Linked DNA regions of Gossypium hirsutum: region 2 is linked to region 1. The links are chromatin contacts, called in public Hi-C maps. All regions are on one chromosome and are shown on one strand. Each heading gives the region's core, a stretch centred on a gene start, on an enhancer-like site or on the middle of the called end of the contact. The rest is flanking DNA. Distances are from core to core; before and after follow the strand shown.

Evidence for each region. A called contact is a pair of places that touch in the nucleus more often than the background predicts.
Region 2: a Hi-C map of fibers shows a contact between it and region 1, with 1.8 times the contacts expected there. The contact joins the enhancer-like site here to the promoter of LOC107953273 in region 1. A contact is called at or near these places in 4 of 34 Hi-C or Micro-C datasets (fibers, leaf and petal).

Annotation. Positions count from the first base shown.
Region 1 is chrA07:20,265,564-20,270,447 of Gossypium_hirsutum_v2.1, forward strand. LOC107953273 (beta-1,6-galactosyltransferase GALT29A) reads left to right here and starts at 3,264. Exons shown (of 1, transcript XM_041117726.1): 1 at 3,264-4,884. The coding sequence starts at 4,062.
Region 2 is chrA07:20,369,811-20,374,741 of Gossypium_hirsutum_v2.1, forward strand. No RefSeq gene overlaps it. Among protein-coding and RNA genes, the nearest start is that of LOC121204000, 61 kb to the right of the region's middle. Within about 2 kb of position 3,646, at least 2 of the 9 cell types and tissues checked have an H3K27ac peak or open chromatin away from gene starts, as enhancers often do. A contact at or near this core is called in fibers, where this site is marked.

The DNA of each region.
Region 1 (4,884 bases), core at 2,014-4,513:
ACATAAGATTTTCGTTGTACTCGACTGGCTTGCCTTGCGGAGCTTATTGATCTGGCATTTTGAGAACCATATTGAGTTCTAACAATAGAGTCCTTCAAGTCTACGCCATTAGAAATGACAAAAATATCCAACCCAAACTGTGGCCTTTGTTTCACATACATACCTCCTAGTGGATTTTCCTCTAAGCTCAAATCCATATCAACATCTACTCGCTCAACAATCACCTTTCCTTTTCCATCATTCACTACCAAATTCAAAATAATTTCTTGTAACGAATTAGATTTTTAAAAACCAGCCAAAAATATATCCTTACTATAACGAAATCCCTCCAAAATCCCCGGATCATTCTCCCTTTCATCTTACAAACAATAACTTGTCATCCTCAATACCTTTCACAACAACGCTCGTAACGAATTATTCATTCACCAATAAGCTCCTTACCGCCTTGAACCATTCACACTAAAAAAAAGCTTTATCTATGCCTCATCTTACCATAAAGAAAACAAAACAGAGATTGACACTCATACTTAAACTTCACATATATCTCCTGTTTCACCCCCGAAACAATCTTCTTCCTCTTCTTCAATGGAACTCGCACATGAATTTGAACCCGAATCTGCATATAACTCGTAACACCTTTAGCTATAGCTTTAGAATCATATTCCAATATTTCCCTATGAAATTACCAAACTGTCGGGTTAAAACTTTTGAAACTAGACCAAGCAACAAATCAAGGATCTAAAACTACAAAGGTATGAAGAATAAAGGAACCTACTCTAGATCCTCCTCCGGCATCAGGCTATGAGTCACAAGTAGGTGATTGTTGAATATTCAAGGCCTTTTAGACACAACCCGATCAATATCCACTTTATAGTACAACCGAAACAAGAAACACTTTCCCCCTATGCCTGCAATCAATACACCCCCAACGGGTGCCAGAGATTAGCCGTCATATTGTGCATAACTTGAAACTAAACAACACTTGCAGTAAGAAAAAAACCCACCAAAACAATACTCATAGGCCCATTCTCCCCTCAATTCCATCCCCAATTTGCCACGCCTCCTCCTCTTCATCCCCTATAACAAGCTTAGCCAAATCCTCCTCCATTCCTTAGACACCTTCCAAAATGAGAAACCAAATCTAAATAGAAACAAAAACCCTCAGAGCAAATGGAACAAATCAATAGAAAAACCTAAAATGTGCCACAAAGGTAGACATTTACCTTTTTATCTTTAATTTTAAACATTCCAATTTCAACTTATTTTAAATAAAATCAAATTATAAAGTTTTTATAGGATAAAATAATGTAAAAAAAATAAAATAAAATATAACTAATTGAAAATATTCTCCATTAAATCATAAGTAACTTTTATCAAATTAATTTTCATACTTTTTCTTATAAAAAATTAATTTTTATTTATTTTGGATTATCAAAAATAAATTATGCAACTCATTTATTTTTTTTCATTAATTATGAGGGCTTTTTAAGTTTATGAGGTTGTTGAGGGATTTGATTAATCATTGACAAGACATATAAACAAAATACATGTTTACAACTCTTGAATGATCATTACTAATTAGATAATCCTTCATTATCCAAAACAGTTGGGTCCAATAAAAATTGATTGATCTTTTTGCCTTTTTATCTAAGGATTAAAATGGTTTAAACAAGTGGAGTAATATATAATTTTAAGGTTTTATATAATTTAATATATTGTGAGTTAATAAAATTGATTATTTATATTTGTTTTTATCAATTTTTTAAGAAGTTCAACATTCTTTTCATCATGTGTAATTTTACTATATCACATACAAACTCTTTTTTTTTTTTTCTTTTTTTAACACTTTTAAAATCAATCTAATTAGGTAGCTTCATTGCATCACATTCACAGACTCATCTTTCAAACCAAAACCTAATACTGTATTATTATAAAAGGAAAAACTTCTTTTATAAGATAATAATTGTATACTTTTTTTTTAACTTTTTGCAGTGTTTATGTTAATTTATCATATTACAGTCATATTTAAAGTCAAATAAAAATTTAATATCTAATATTTATAATTAAGTGTTTTTCTAAGTTTGATGTTATCTTTAACCGAATCACTAATTTAACTATGAAATTATAGAATAATCTATTTTTTAAAATTGTATTTAATATTATTATAATATTATTTTCATTTTTTCATACTTTTACAATATCTTTTAATAAAAAAATTAAAAATTAAAAAACATTTTCAATAATATAAAAATAAAAATTTACTACCAATGTACCTATATTTATTATTAAATAAAATTTAAAACTTTTATCCTTTCATATTTTTATTCATTTTTCAATAAAAGAATTTCAAACAAGTAGAAGTAAATTAACATTCCGCTTATATACATTGTGTAGTGTTGAATAATTTATATTTTGTATATTTTAAATTATTGATATGTTTATGGCATCATCAATACATCATAATTTGTTTTTGATAAAAATCAAGATATCATATTTTAAGAAACGGTAGTTAGAGTGGATTCAAGCATCTAAATAGATTAGAAACAAAATTGGAGTGGTAAATGAGAAAAAAGAAAAAAAAGAAAATTATACAAAAAAAATCTTAATTCACAAATTTATATTAAATATAGCATTCCAATAATCTATTACTTTTTTTTTTCTGATAAAATTGATCAACATCTTTAATAATAATTAAAAAAAAGAGAGACCAAACCAAAAAATTTGGGTAAATAATTCTTAACATTAAGGAAGTATAAAAAATTAAACAGATGAAGTTGTTCCATTCCCATGCCTTAATGATCCAAAATTTAACCCCTTTCAATCAACCACACAAAGCTCACTTACTACCTACCCACCAATACACTCAAACTCATTCCCAACCACAACAAAGAAAGAAAAAAGGACCATCCATAATTTGTATTCATTTTGTTACAATTAAAAAAAAAGGGTAAAAAAAAATAATCTTACAACCTAGAGCCTAATTCCAGTTAATTCATAATACTATTAATCAATTGTCATATTAAGAAATAATTGAAATTGGATTCTAAGTTGTAAGACTTGTAACAACAACATACATAACAAACAAAAGAAAAAGGAAAACGTCGAATTTTGTGATTTTTATTTTAGTAGATAGATTACATCGTAAATATGTAGTTTTTGATTTAAGGGTGAAGAACATTTTGATACTCATTTTAAGAATTTATCTTAAAAGAAATTCATTTTTTTTTAAAAAGTCTACTATAATTTTTTTTTTGTTTAAAACCAAAGTGACCATCTTCTCAATGCGATAAATGATTGATAATGAATTCGAATAGAAGGGATGGAACCCCGTCAGATGAGTTACCTCCGTACTAATAGTAATAATTTCTAACATTACCTCGCGCTACCAATGGCAATGATGCTGCAAATCACCTGCATTTAAATATGTACCCAAAACCACATGGATTTTAAAGGGGCAAAGAAGAAGAGGAATAGAAGACTGTTCCTCACTCCACTCCTTTTGCTTTTTCCTCATCCACAACCCTTTCTTTTAGGGTTTGCATTGCAGGTTCCTTTCGATTTCCCCCCTTTTTCTTTTTCTTTATCTTTTTTGCAGTGTCTGCTTTTAGTTTTAGGCATTTGGTTGGTTCAGTGCTTAATTCTTGTTCTTAAGATCATGTTAAACAATAAACCTTAACATTTTTGACTAATCAAACAATACCATTCCTATCATTAACTTTCACCTGCAATTTCATGCTACTCTTTCTTGCCGTATTTCTCCCTCCAAGATTTCATCTTTGTCTCTTTCTTTTCCGGGTTTTCCTCAAAATAGGAAAAATATTTGTCCTTGGGTGAAATACATTTGATCTTCTTCCCCCCACCCCCCTCCATTTTTTATCTCTTACAAATCCCAGATTGTTTCTATTTATGATTAGGCACCCATCTTTGTGGATGTCAAAATCTACTGAACCTGAGAGATGGATCTGAACCTAATACATATAAATTCAAGATCCGTATTTTTTAACCCTTTTGGCCATATCTAGCAAACCCAATTTTACGGTTCAAGCAATTGTATTGCTCCCATGAAGAGGTCGTTTAGACCTTTGATAAGCATTTTAATGCTTGTTGCATTAGCTGCAACATTAAGCTGTCGGATTGCCATCCGCGGGGGCAGCGGTGGTGGATTTGCTGTTTCAGCTGAATTGGAGACCACCAGGTCCAGCGTCCTAATCCAACCCCCACCAATCCAAAATTTTAACTCAACTTTGCTCAAGTTTGCAGCGGTTGATACAGGTGAAGCAAAATCCAAGCTTGAAATAGAGCAGCTGCTGGAAGGGAACTTTGCGAGTCAAGGAAGGTATAGGACTTTTGCAACATGGAGGAGGTTCAATCATCATGATGTCAAAGCTAGGAATTCTAATGGGATGCCGGTAATGCTCAGGTCCCCTAAATTTTATCGGTATTGGTTAGATTTTAGGAGGAACTTACAGAATTGGGCTAGAAAAAGAATGTTCCAACCTGATATTATGATGGATTTAGTTACACTAGTAAAGGTTCCTATTGATAGCCACAATGGTTTAATGAGTTCGGATAACAAGTATAAATCTTGTGCTGTTGTGGGGAATAGTGGGATTTTACTGAATACTGATCACGGGAAGTTCATTGATGGTCATGAGGCCGTGATTAGATTGAACAATGCTAGGACTGAGAGGTTCGAAAAGAATGTGGGGTCGAAAACCAGCATTTCGTTTGTAAATAGCAATATACTGCATCTTTGTGCTAGGAGGGATGGATGTTTTTGTCACCCTTATGGAGGGAATGTTCCTATGGTTATGTATATCTGCCAACCGGTTCATTTCATGGACTATTTGGTATGCAATTCGTCTCACAAGGCACCTTTGTTGA
Region 2 (4,931 bases), core at 2,396-4,895, 100 kb after region 1:
AATCAGAGTTCAACTAAAATAAATAAATAGAGTTTAACTGGAAGATTATCTCTCAAATTTGACTGAAATATGAGACATACTCGACATTAACTTAGCATTGTGAATTTGTCTAATTTGTCAAATACAATTCAATGGAAGTGTTTTAATTCGGGTTTTAGGATCGATTTGATAAAAGTTAATTGATAATATTACTAGCTAATTATGATTTTTCATCAAATCAACTCTAAAATTTGAATTAAATACAAGAAAGTTAATACTGTTAGCTTCAGTTACCAAAACGTATAACTTTTGCAAATATAACTATTCCATTGGACCAAAAAATAATGTAAGCATCACATTAGAAAAAAGTGTCAAACTTAAGTACAAAATTATGTATTAAGTCTTTTTAATATTTTCACACATTATCATTTTTAAATTTAAAAATTAGATAGGACCCACGATAAATTACTTTACAGTCTAATTAAAAACATTTTTATTTTTTAAATTATTTTAAAACAAAAATTTAATCATTTTTATATTAATATTTTCTATAAAAATAAATTTAAAATATTTTTATTTTACATCGTCACTTTTAATATTTTTTTTTCAAAATTAGATTAAAAATTGTTTTATATAAGTTTTTGTTCCCAAAACATAATTCCAAAATATTTTTCAAAATTAGTAATACATTAAATATAATTTTAATAATTAAAAAATAGGTTTAAAATATTTTAAAATTACTATACAAAATTAAATATGTTTTTCCAAAAACTTAATACAATCAATTATTATTGTTAAATTAAAATAATTAATTAAAAATATATTTAATATCAAACATAATTAACTAGTTATATATATAAGAAAACCATTCTTAATTAAATTTCGTTTATTTTTTTAAAGAAAAAGGCTATTTGCTTGATTATTAATTTTAAACTATTATTTACATATACAGATATTCCCTTAGTTTTGGGGTTTGGGATTCCCTAGTTTGCTACTAACTTTAAATGCATGGGCTGCAATCAAGACAGATCTGATTCCCACGTCCACTACACCATCAATCTATCTTTTGGGCCTTTCTCTATTTAAGAAAAATCCTTCAAAATGGGCATTTTACCTTCGGTATACACAGCTGAAAAACTTGTATGAATTAGGTTTTTAATTATGATATTAATCAAAATTTTATACTCTTTTTTGTCTTATTTTATTTATCTTTAGAGCTCACAAAATCATATAATTATTTATTTTATGAAAATGTGTTTATAACAATTACATATTTATATTACAATTTTATTAATAACAAAAATAATTAATAATAAGTTTTTACGTTAATTATAAAGTGACATAAGTTTTTAAAAGTATTAATTGAATATAAAATATTTTAAATTATATGATTATAATAAATATATACACTTTAAATTTAATAATAATATAAAATATGCAGTAACATAACATATTAATTTAATAATGTGACTTATTACAAATGATTAAACATGATATACTATGCGATACTAATAATATTACTAATAAATTTAATTTTAACTATTTGAGAATTTAGGTTTTAGTATTAATTTTTTATTTATTAATGTTTAGTATTTTATTAATATTAAAATTTCATTGATATTATTATTATCTTTATATTAATTTATATTTGGAATGAGTTTATTTTTATTTAAGTTGAATTTCGAATAAAGTTTAAATTTAGTTTGGATTTGGTTGATATTAGTTTTAGTTTTGGGTTTAAATATATATTATATCTAAATGTAAATTTGGTTTAAATATTTTTGAAATTTAAAATCTAATCGACAAATCAATTCATTACCTAACCCAATCTTAATGCTTATAAATAAAATATTAATGTATATTATATATGATATGATATAATATTGTATAATATAATAAAATTTTTAATTTTTAATATATAAAGAGTATAGTGACTTATCACATATTTCAATTAGTATAATAATAAACGATAATATACAATATAATTAATATATTATGTTCTACTATTACAGAATGTGAAAGTATTATATAATGAAATAATATATTTTAAAGGTTAAATTACACCATATGGTTAATGTTATAATAGCATTGATCCTTTGTTAGAGGATTCTGAATTGTGAAAAGAGTGAAGACAGTTCTATGGAAGAATAGAGAAGTCAGTAATGGAATAAGTTGGTCAAGAAGATGAGTTGTCGCAATGGAATGAAGGGGACAATGACATGGCAGATGCTTGACAAGTAAGTCTAACCAAGAACGAGCCATCAACAAATGGTAACTGGAGATTGGCCTTGTTTGGTCATGATAAAAAAAGGGATTACTGTCAGAGTACCTAATGAATCTGCTAGTGACGACATGGCGGTGGAGACAGATTTTGGTATGGGAGAAGTCATAAGGAAATCCCAGTAGTGACAACAGAGAGATGGTGGATGTCATTAATGGAAGGTTATGGGAAATTGAGAATACTGGTTGCAATAGGTTGGATTTGTTGGGTATGGGCGGCATGCTTAGCTTGGAGGAGATGACACATGGAGGCATTATCAGTTACAAATTTATTGAATTTAAAAGCTAGAGAGTAAGGTGGACAAAATACGATTCGATTCGAAAAATATTCTAATTTCTAATTAAATAAAATGAGTTATTCAAGTCATTCGAGTTAACTCGAGTAAGTAATTTAAGTTTCGAGTTCAAGTCGAATTGAATTTTATAATTTGAATAATTCAAATAATTCGAATAATATATTGATATAAATATCCCTTTACTCCTTATCAGTTTTGAAAATGAGCAAATTGATCTCTCTTAACAAAAATTACAAAAAGAAAATCAAAATAAATTTAAAAAATTTATATATTTTTTTAAAATTATAAAAAATGTTTAAAAAAATTCTAAAGAATATACGAAGAAAGTTAAAACTTTTAAAATTTTCTAAAACAATAATTTTAGAACCTAAATAAAGTTAATTAATGATTCAATTTTATCATACTAAAGTATATTATTTTTTTGAAATTTTTTTTGAAATTTTTTTCAAATATATATACTTTAACATGAAATTAGTTACTGTAACAAGATTTTAATTTAACATATTTAATTTTTTTTAATTTCACTCGATTCGATTCAACTCGAATCAAATTTCATTTCACTCAATTCGATTAAAAAAACTTTAAATTGAGTTAGGATAATAAAATAAGACTCGTTAACTCGATTAAATTAAAAAAATTTTGACTCGATTCGATCGAACACTCACCCTACCAGAGAGAGGAAGTCTAGAATGAGGTTGACTGTATTAACAAGGATTTGGGCTCATCTCAGGTTAGTGTTAATTTGATACATTGTAGTGAAATAGAGGCGATTGGGTTGGACAATGTAACTATATCTAATGAGGGCTCTTTTCTGAAACAACTTAAAAGGGTGTTGAGGTGAATGTGGGAGCTGTTTTAGATGATAGGTAAGTAACAAGATTAGCAACAAAGAAAGTTCAATTATAAGAAGGAAAGTGAGAGCAGTGGGAGACATTGAGGAACAACTTTCAACTTCCATAGAAAAGAAGAATAAGGCTGCTGCTAGAATAAAAAGGGCTTCAAAGGTTTCGCCGAAGTCGGACAAGATTGTAAATGCATCTTTATCAGATTTAGACTTTTTTAAATAGAAACAGAGCAATCGTAAAGAAAGCCGAAAAAATGTGGGAAATGGGTAAGCTCTTAAGGCTTAAAGCGAAAAGTACTGAGGAAGTGGTGGTTAGAGATATAACCAATGAATGCTGAAAGATAGCGGCTGTTGACTCGTGGGTAGCAAATTTTTAAGGTGATTTAGATATATGTGTGCATAATTATTGCTGATCAAATCTATCATTTTCGTGGTTCTTACGAGGATTGGTTGAGAAAGATTTAAGTAGAGAATTGACTCTTGGTGGTGTTGGTTTACATAAATTAGTGAATGATTCGATGGCAAAGAAGTTTTTTGATTGGAGCTCATATTTTTATTTGGTGAGACTTAAGGGTTTCAAATTAATCACTGGATTTATATTTTTTTTATCCTTTTCTATTGTTTGTAGTAGGGTATTCTGTGTTTTATTTTATTTTTATGAAAACAATATCGTTTATTTGTTTATTTTTTAAGACAGTTTGTTTTTGCAAAATCAAATGGTTAGTCTGTTTTCACCGAAAATTCTAAAGGATTAGGGTTTTATTGTTGAGAGAGTTTATTTTTTTGTTTGAGGGTGTTTTCACTAAAATCATTCTTTGTCAAAGTTCTTTTTTTACAGGATATTAGGTGTAATTTATTTTACTGCCCGTGAGGTACTAATTGAAAAAGGATAAAAAAAATCCCATTAGTTGGGTAATTAATTCGAAATTTTAATAATTAGGTGAACAAAAAGGACAATTAACCATCGTTGATTGAGGAGCAGTGTAGTATACCTTATTTTAAAACTATTGTACAATCATTCTTCTCTATAACAATGATCCACTATAACAACGGGGTTTTTAGTAGAATCTATCTTTTATCTTTTATTTTAATTATTTATAACAATTTTTAATTTATAAAAGCAATAGTCATAATTATGAAATGCATTTTTTTTATTAAATTAGTTCTCAATAGTAGCATATTGTCTAAAATTTTAAGGAATTAATAGTTATTTCATATAAACAATCTTGCCAATTATAATTTATTATATAAAAATGAATTTATTAAAATATTATTTCAATAAAATGTTTAAATTTTATATAAAAAATTATTAATCATATTTTAATAAATGAAATAATTTTCAATGAGTAAAATTAAATATTTTAAATTAATTAATTTAATTTAATTTAAGCTCCCTAATTAAATATTTTAAAATGAATTTTGAACATTATAAATTTATAAATTAATTAATTGAATTTAATAACTTGTGATAAATTAATTAATTTATGTAACAACTTGTTTTTAGTCAAATCGGAACAGTAGTTTTGGGACCA